2 separate regions of the Mus musculus genome follow, and region 2 is linked to region 1. Evidence: chromatin contacts called from public promoter capture Hi-C data. All regions are on one chromosome and are shown on one strand. Each heading gives the region's core, a stretch centred on a gene start, on an enhancer-like site or on the middle of the called end of the contact. The rest is flanking DNA. Distances are from core to core; before and after follow the strand shown. Region 1 holds the start of 4930449E01Rik (RIKEN cDNA 4930449E01 gene). Region 2 has its middle 52 kb from the start of Trim52.

Region 1 (3,697 bases), core at 121-2,620:
TGTGTGTGTATGTATATGTATGTGTGTATATAGATATATGTATGCATTTATATATACATACATAAATATGCATATATAAAAACTTTTTTCCTTGTGTATAGTCATGATACGTGGTCATGTGTTACATAAAGCTATTTTCATACAAGTATATAAGCATACTTTGATCACCTTGCCCCCTATGCCCTCCCTATCTCTTTTGCCCTCCCCCCTTTCTATTATTCCTCTTATTCTCCTAGGCTATTTCTCTTCTATTTTTATGTCATATGCATACATTATTTTACATATCCATATATATGTTAGGAATCACAAGGGAAGGAAAACATATTTGTCATTCTTTGAATGACAAAATTTGTTTAATATGGTTATGCCCATTTGTGTTCATTTTTATGAAAATGACATAATCTTATATTTATGCAGTCACGTGAAGGAAAATTTAAGAAATCCTAGACCATGCTGAGAAGGAGAATCTTATATTTTTAAGGAGAGAACCACTTATATGTGAAGAAAAAAAAAATAAGAGGAATGGGAGGATTCTATGGCAGCTTCTCTCTCACTACCATGGGAAGAAAACAGATAAAATTAAATTAACCCTCGGGACTCCATGCTCTCGGGGGGGGGGGGGGTTTCTTGGGACCTTGCAAAAAGGATGGAGCATATGGTAGGAAGTACCCCTGTGACAACATGGGCTCAAATGAAATTTCAAGGATCATAAATCCTCCTGTTTCTTCTCATAATTTGATGAACAGCTGGTACCAGGAAGTATAACATTCCTCGAGTTATATTCGTGCCTGCATTTCTTTTTTTAAAAGTATCTTTAAAAAAAAAAAGCATCCGGGTTTGGCTCCTGGAAAAAGGAACATGGAACCACTCCAGGATGATCACTAATCTGCTTCAGGAAGGCAGCCTTCCCACCTCGGGGGACATTCACAATGGTCTGCTGTAGTGATCTGTCATAGCATATGGAGGGGGGGGGAGTGGAACATGAGATTGCACAACAGAGGAATATGCATAATTTGGAACTGTGGTTTAAGAAAAAAGGAAAAGAAGGAAGGGAGGATCCCATATTGTCTGTCTACATAGCCAAGAAGAGGCCAAGTGATAAATTCTATGCCCATCTTGAGGGCATAGACTGGGAAACTAGTGGAGAGAGTAAATCACTGGTTTTGGAAATGTACCAAGTTAAATATCCTTTCTGCGTTATCCTTTAAAGAATTAGTTGAAGACAATGGGACTCCAGAGAGCAGCGCTCCCCTAAGTGTGCAGTGCCTGCTCACATACCATAGGTAGTACAGAGACCCTTCCCCCCCCCCTCCCCGGTAAGACAGGAGATGGAGTGTGAACAGATCCCCCACGTCTCTCCTGTGCGGGATGACGAATGCTATATCCTTTCCAGGCTGGTCTTCACTCATCTGCTCTACCTACTGCTTTCTGCTTTGGGAATGCTGAGTGACTTTACCCTGTAGAACCTGGGCCCATCTGAAAGAGGAAGGGATGAAGGCCAGCTGGGTTGGCTGGCTGAATGAGTGTGTTGCATGGATGGATCGTTGTTCACATGCCTCAACACTTTCTGCGACTGGTCAGCTTGGTAGCATTCATTCTAGCAGTGGTCAGTCTGCTCCTCTCCTTGAAGCAGAATGGGAGAGTGTGGAGGAAGGCAGGAGCAGGTAAGGTGGGCAGAGAAGACAGAATGAGAGGGAGAGAGAGAGAGAGAGAGAGAGAGAGAGAGAGAGAGAGAGAGAGAGAGGAGTTGCAGATCTGTATTTAAATCCGACTATTGCCCAAATAGTCTGCGTTTACCTGATATGCCTATTGTTTATGTTCTGCTTTTGCTTTGAACATTTAAAAAGGAACCAAACAGAAGCTGTACATTTTAAAGCAATGTTCAGGCTAGCAGGTGTTAAGAAATGCAAAGCGGGGAAACCGTTGCAACGCGACGAAATAGTCAGCATTACTTGCCCCCCACCGCCCCGCCCCCAAGCCTCTCAAGGTAAGATGGCTCTACTGTCAGCTCAGCTGCAGCCAAGACAAAAAGGCCTGGCTAACTGAAGGGACAGAGACAAGACAGGCAACCTCCTTTTAACATCTCAGGGGAAAGAGCTCACTCAGGAAGCAGAATCTCATGGCTCCGGAACAGCAATGGCATTGTGCCAGCAGACAACAGGAAGTGAGCACAAACAGACCCCTCCTCAACATAAACGCGCACAGACTTAACCTATGGCCGGACTTCTGCCCTTGAGTGACCAGAGCCATTAGGATGCAGGTCAAAAGGTTGTCGTGTGACAGAAAATGGAGCCTTATTGAATGAAGGAGAACTAAAAAAATTCTTTTGTTTGCTTCACTCTGGGGTTTGTATAGCTACTGTGATGTCATAATGGAGTCCAGAGTGGGAAAAAGAAACCCCTGATTTATCACAGCCGGAGACAGGCCGTCGGAAACTCAGTTAAACCCTGAAGGGGAAAGACAGGCACAAGAAGGAACCACACAAAAGTCAGCGTCTTCTCCGACGGGGGTGTACACAGTTATCTTTCTGAACATCAGAAGCTGAGAGAGAGACCACCAGAAAATTCCTGCTTTATCTATGAGGGCGGAAAGACAGATAGACGCTTTCCTGACCCACTGGCTTTTCTTCCCTAGACTCCAAGGTGTCTTCATCATAGTGGGCTAGGAGGGAAAGAAAAATGTGATTCCTAAATCTATACAACCGGGGAGTGTATTACATGATAGCATAGGAAAAATTCACACACACACACACTCACTCACATACAAACATACACACTCACACTCACACACACACACACACACACACACACACACATACAAACATACACACTCACACTCACACAAACACACACACACACACACACACTCACTCACATACAAACATACACACTCACACACACACAAACACACACACACACACGTATGCATACTTAAGCAGCTCTATACAGACCATGTATAAAAAGATGTGGAGATATGGCATGCCAGATAGAGTGCTCAACTTTACAGACAAGGGTAAGATCTGAGGTTTACTTTGTTTAGTTATTTATTTTTTAAACAAACAAACAAACAAACAACCTCTGAGCACTTTTAAAACGTCTGAATAAATTTTTTTTGCTCAGAATTTTCTTCTGGGTTAAAAAAAAAAATCTGACCCTTAAGAAAAGTTTGCTCCGATTCATCCTATAATTCTGTTGATAATGATGGCATGGAGGAGAGAATACTGCGTTTACCCTAAGGTAAATATCATTTGTGTGTTTTCTTTGATCCCAAATCTGGAACCTCGGTAGCCCTTTACGTCCTGATAGGTTTGCTCTGAGCTATATATTGTTCCTTTAATGTATCAACAACTAGGGAGCTACTGCGTCTCAAATTGAACTTTATATTTCAGAGAATCAAACACGTTTGGCAAGCGTTTGCTTTTTATTTATTTATTTATTTATTTATTTATTTATTTATTTATTTTTTAAGTGTGGGTTTTCAAACCCTGCCTTAAAACGTTCATGAGTTTTGTGTCTCATTAAACCTCTTGTGAAGGCACCGCGGGGCCTTCAGAAAGGAAGCCTTTGGCTCCTTACAGCCGCCGAGCAGCCTGAACACCCTCCTGGGAGATTGATGAGTCGGGCTAACCTTGGTGCCTAGATGGAAACTCGGAAACAAAGTGACTCAGAGGATTAAGAGGAAGTCAATGTCAGCACCA
Region 2 (4,272 bases), core at 137-2,636, 550 kb after region 1:
TCTTCCTTCAATGTGTTACTCATATGAATGCATGCATCCTTTCAACACTCCTCCCTTTGAGGTGTGTCTTATTTAAATTTTATATTTATAAGTGATAAAATTGACAGTGCAGGTAAATAATGAGCTCAAGGCTACACGACAGGTAAGTGATAAAGGTTGTGTTATGTTAGCTTGTGGGGGGAATCTAAAGACATAGCTGTTGATAGAAACATGAGACCCATGTAAACAATTATACTGTCACAGAAAAAAATGTGACATTAAATCCTTGAATCTCTGAAAGATCATATTATCCTCATTTCCTAATGTGGAAATTGAAGCTTAGAGCATTCAATGAGTATATTTAAGCTATCACAATTATTAAAGATTGTACAGCTGAGCTTCATATTCAACTTTAATCTAAAGTGTCTTTGTGGTGGTTTGAATATGCTTGAACCAGGGAGCAGTATTTTTAGGAGGAATAGCCTTGTTAGAGTAGGTGTGGCTTTGTTGGAGGAAGTTTGTCATTGTGGGAGTGGGCTTTGAGACCCTCCTCCTAGCTGCCTAGAAGACAGTCTTCTATCTTCTGAACAAGATGTAGAACTCTCAGTTCTCCCTGCCCCATACCTGCCTGGATGCTGCCATGTTCCCACCTTGATGATAATGGACTGAATCTATGAACCTGTAAGCCAGCCCCAATGAAATGTTGTTCTTTATAAGAGTTGCCTGTCATGGTGTCTGTTCACAGCAGTAAAAATCTAATGAAGACAGAGTCCTTGAGGAGTTTTGTTTATGGTCAACAGCGTTCTATGCATTCTTTGAGACTGTAAAAACTTGAGGTAATTCATCTGGTTTTGGACCCCTCATCCCTTCTTCTAAGTTTTTCATATGGCTTGTCTTGACTTTGTGTCACTAACATACAGGAATATTAGAACATTTAAATGAATCATTGCTACTTCTTTTTTCTTCGCCATTTGCAGTATCTTTATCAAAATGACAGCTCTCAAGTATGCTGCTGCTTCCCACTTTGTAATATGACCATCAAAGTCCCACTAGAGTATTTTGAAATTGTTATTCTTTTGCCCAATACGTGGAAGCCTTAAATAATTTCTGACTAAGGGAGAGATTACAATGCTGCTGGAAACTACCATGCATTCCAAAAGAATCTCTTACTTCCATGTCCCCATCACGTCTTTTGATTCTGAGGACATAAATCTACACAACAAAGAGAGCCACCTGGAGAAGAAATCAGTGGAGTGGCTGTAGCTGTTTATTCTGCCAGTCTTGCAAGCTGCTGTTTGTCTCCCTGACTCTGTTTTTTTTTTTTTTTTTGAGAGATCTATGTGGTCAAAGGATCAAGAATGCATCTGCACTGCTGTCTTATTTCAGCCACCCTATGATTCATTTTTCCCCGAGTTTTGGGTGTTGCTTTGTGCTGATTTCAAATGAGTTCATTAGGTTATGTAGTGCATTCTAACACTGCAGTATTTTTTGAACACAAAAAGCTGTTGTCTGCAGCAGATACTTTATTCCCAATATAATATGTAAATGGTATTTATTTTTGGCTTCCATTAAGAATGCTATTATAAATTACAGCTTGCATTTCTGATTCTTTTCCCCAAATAAATCAGTGTACTGTTTCCAAAGCTTACATCATATGACCCTGACATTTGAATCACTGCAAAAATGTGTCTTGGAAATATTTCCATGTCTGTTCGGTCAAAGTTTCATAACTCCTATATGAGCAATCACTCACTTCTTTATATCTCTTCCTGTTTGTATCTCTACATTTTTTAAGGCTTTGTGTTCCATTCTGTCATATCAAATGTGGGAAATGAGTGAACCTTCGTCAACATGCTGAAGTTTAGAGTATTGTCATTCCTGACTATGTGAGGATACTTTTCTTCCTACTCAGGGTCTCTTGGGAAGTGAATAGGTACCAGATAGCAGTCGAAGTGAAGCTTCCCCTCTTCATCTATTTTATTATTATACTTTGCTCCTCTCTAATTTATATGCATTGATTTTTCTTTGTTTTAGATTTCCTACTAATTTCAGATTCATACATCCCGATTTCGCATATTTTGCTCCTCTTTTCTTTTTGCCCTATTTTTCTTTTTAAACTATTTTTATTGATTCTCTGAGACTATTGTCCAGTAGGCTTTGACCATGTTCACCACAAATCCTTTCTTTTAACTTCTCTGAGATCTACACTCAATGCCCCTTCTTCACTCAAATTCAAGTTCCCTTTTTTCTTTTTTTCTAATTTAATAATTCCCTATCACCAATTTGTGTTGTTCATGAATTTATGGATATGGGGCCAACCACTGGAAAATGGTCAACCTATCAGGAGCCATATCCTTAAAGAAAATTGACTTTCCCTCCTCCAAAAGCTGTCATCCTTAGCTTCTAATTTAGGAGTGATTCACAAACCTTTTCCAAATCCATACTAGAATGTTGACTGGCTTGATCCTTAGTGAATCTCTTGCAGGCATCCACAGGTGCTGTGAGGTCATGAGAGCAAGTTTGGTTATATGCAGAAGATACTGTTTTACCTCAGTCCTTCCAGACCTCTGTGTCTTAAAATCTGCTTGTACCCTCTCTGTCATTTTTCCTGAGCCTTGGGAAGGGGATCTGATATTACAAAGGCCAGAGGAGGATATCGTAGGGTGTCCCCGTCTAGCATTTTCAGTCCATCCTCATTCCCTTGAAATGAGGTCTCTCAATGGACCTGGTGCTAAGGTGGTGGCCAGCAGGTCCCATTGTCCTACCTGACTTGGCCTAGAGTTGCAGGTGTATGTAGCTACTCTTAGATTTTATGCAAGTGTTGGGATTAGAACTCAGCTCTTCATGATTGCACGTTATTTCAGAAGCATTTTCTTAACTGGGGTACTCTCCTCTCAGATCACTTTAACTTGTGTCAAGTTGACATATAACTATTCAGTACACTGGGTGTAGTAGTTTTGTGTGGCATCTAGGGTCTCTTAAGAGTCCATAGAATATCTGTCTGTTCCCTTTGTGCTTTTAGAGTACCATCAAGAAGCAAGTCCTATTATAAAAGATCTGTCTGTGTTACTTTGTCTTTTCCCTTGCAGGTTCTAACAGTATCCCTTTGTTCTATCCATTTAGTGTTTTAGTTATTATATGCTGAGGGTCATTTCTTTTCTGGCCCAGTCTTTCTGTTCTTCATGCTTCTTGTCCTTGTGCATTCATCCATTGGTAGGCTTTCCACACTAAACCTCAGCAGAAATATTCAGAGTTCAACGAGAGCATCTTCTCCTCTAGTTTTCTTCCTATGATCTTTTGAAAACATTTTATGTACCTTTGACTTCTCATTTCTATATTTCTATTATTCTTAGAATTGATCTTTTCATAGTATCCCAGGGTTCTTGGTACAAAGTGTTCTTAGGTATTGGAAGCTGATGCTGAGGAATGAGATGGGCTTGGAGAGGAAGACTGGGGGTCCACAGAAAAGAAGAAAGCAAGGGATCTTTTTAGTCACTGTGATACAGTGGCAGAGAGTGAGGAAAGGATAGTCTGGTAGTCTGCTACTGAGCTAGGGATGAAACCGTAGGCCTGGATTTGGAGAAAAGGAGCGGGACGAGAAGATCTGCAGTTAGCTTGCCTGATTTCCCGGCCACAGCAAGATTGCAACATTTTAATAAGGGAACAACTCACCAACAAGACATAAAAATTATAAATATTACGTACTAAGTTATGTTCCTAATTCATTTCTTAAAAATAAACACCAAAAGGGATAAAAGTAGAAAATGTTAATATCTCACTTACATCCTTTGACAGGCCTTCCAAGCTAAAACTCAGCAAAAATATTCAGAGTTTGATTACAACATAGATCAACAGGATTTAACACACACACACACACACACACACACACACGCACACACACACACAATGTGAATATGTATAGAATATGAATTCTTTTCAGAGTTCCACGTCTTTAAAATAGATATATTGTACCAATGAACTCCAAAGCACACTGGAATGAAAATCATAGTTAATCAACAGATAATTTTTCCCCTATGGGAGATAAGAACTTCATTTAAAGCCATTATTTTAAGCAAGCAGAAGATTTTTACCATATATCCTATACCTATGGGCAAGTGCTGGTTCAGGTTGTATATAAGTATCCTTTAAAATGAAAACAAAAAAGAGCAGAAATATCTGCCAAAATCTACCTAAGAAAATTATTTTTGTAGGTGTTAACATGGATATAGACTTAGCTTTATATTGTGTATGATAACAATTAAATGTTATTGAGCATTAAGAAATAAAACCCTT

What was found. Promoter capture Hi-C pulls out the DNA fragments that hold promoters and counts their contacts.
Region 2: a promoter capture Hi-C map of embryonic stem cells shows a contact between it and region 1, with 4 times the contacts expected there. The contact joins the enhancer-like site here to the promoter of 4930449E01Rik in region 1. A contact is called at or near these places in 6 of 39 promoter capture datasets (the 3T3-L1 cell line, embryonic stem cells, hippocampal neurons and 2 more) and 2 of 115 datasets of contacts at active chromatin or transcription factors (embryonic stem cells and fibro-adipogenic progenitors).

The regions. Positions count from the first base shown.
Region 1 is chr14:105,497,418-105,501,114 of GRCm38.p6, forward strand. It overlaps 4930449E01Rik (RIKEN cDNA 4930449E01 gene), which reads left to right and starts at 1,371. Exons shown (of 3, transcript NR_045921.1): 1 at 1,371-1,664.
Region 2 is chr14:106,051,690-106,055,961 of GRCm38.p6, forward strand. No RefSeq gene overlaps it. Among named protein-coding and RNA genes, the nearest start is that of Trim52, 52 kb to the right of the region's middle. Within about 2 kb of position 1,387, at least 31 of the 459 cell types and tissues checked have an H3K27ac peak or open chromatin away from gene starts, as enhancers often do. A contact at or near this core is called in fibro-adipogenic progenitors, where this site is marked.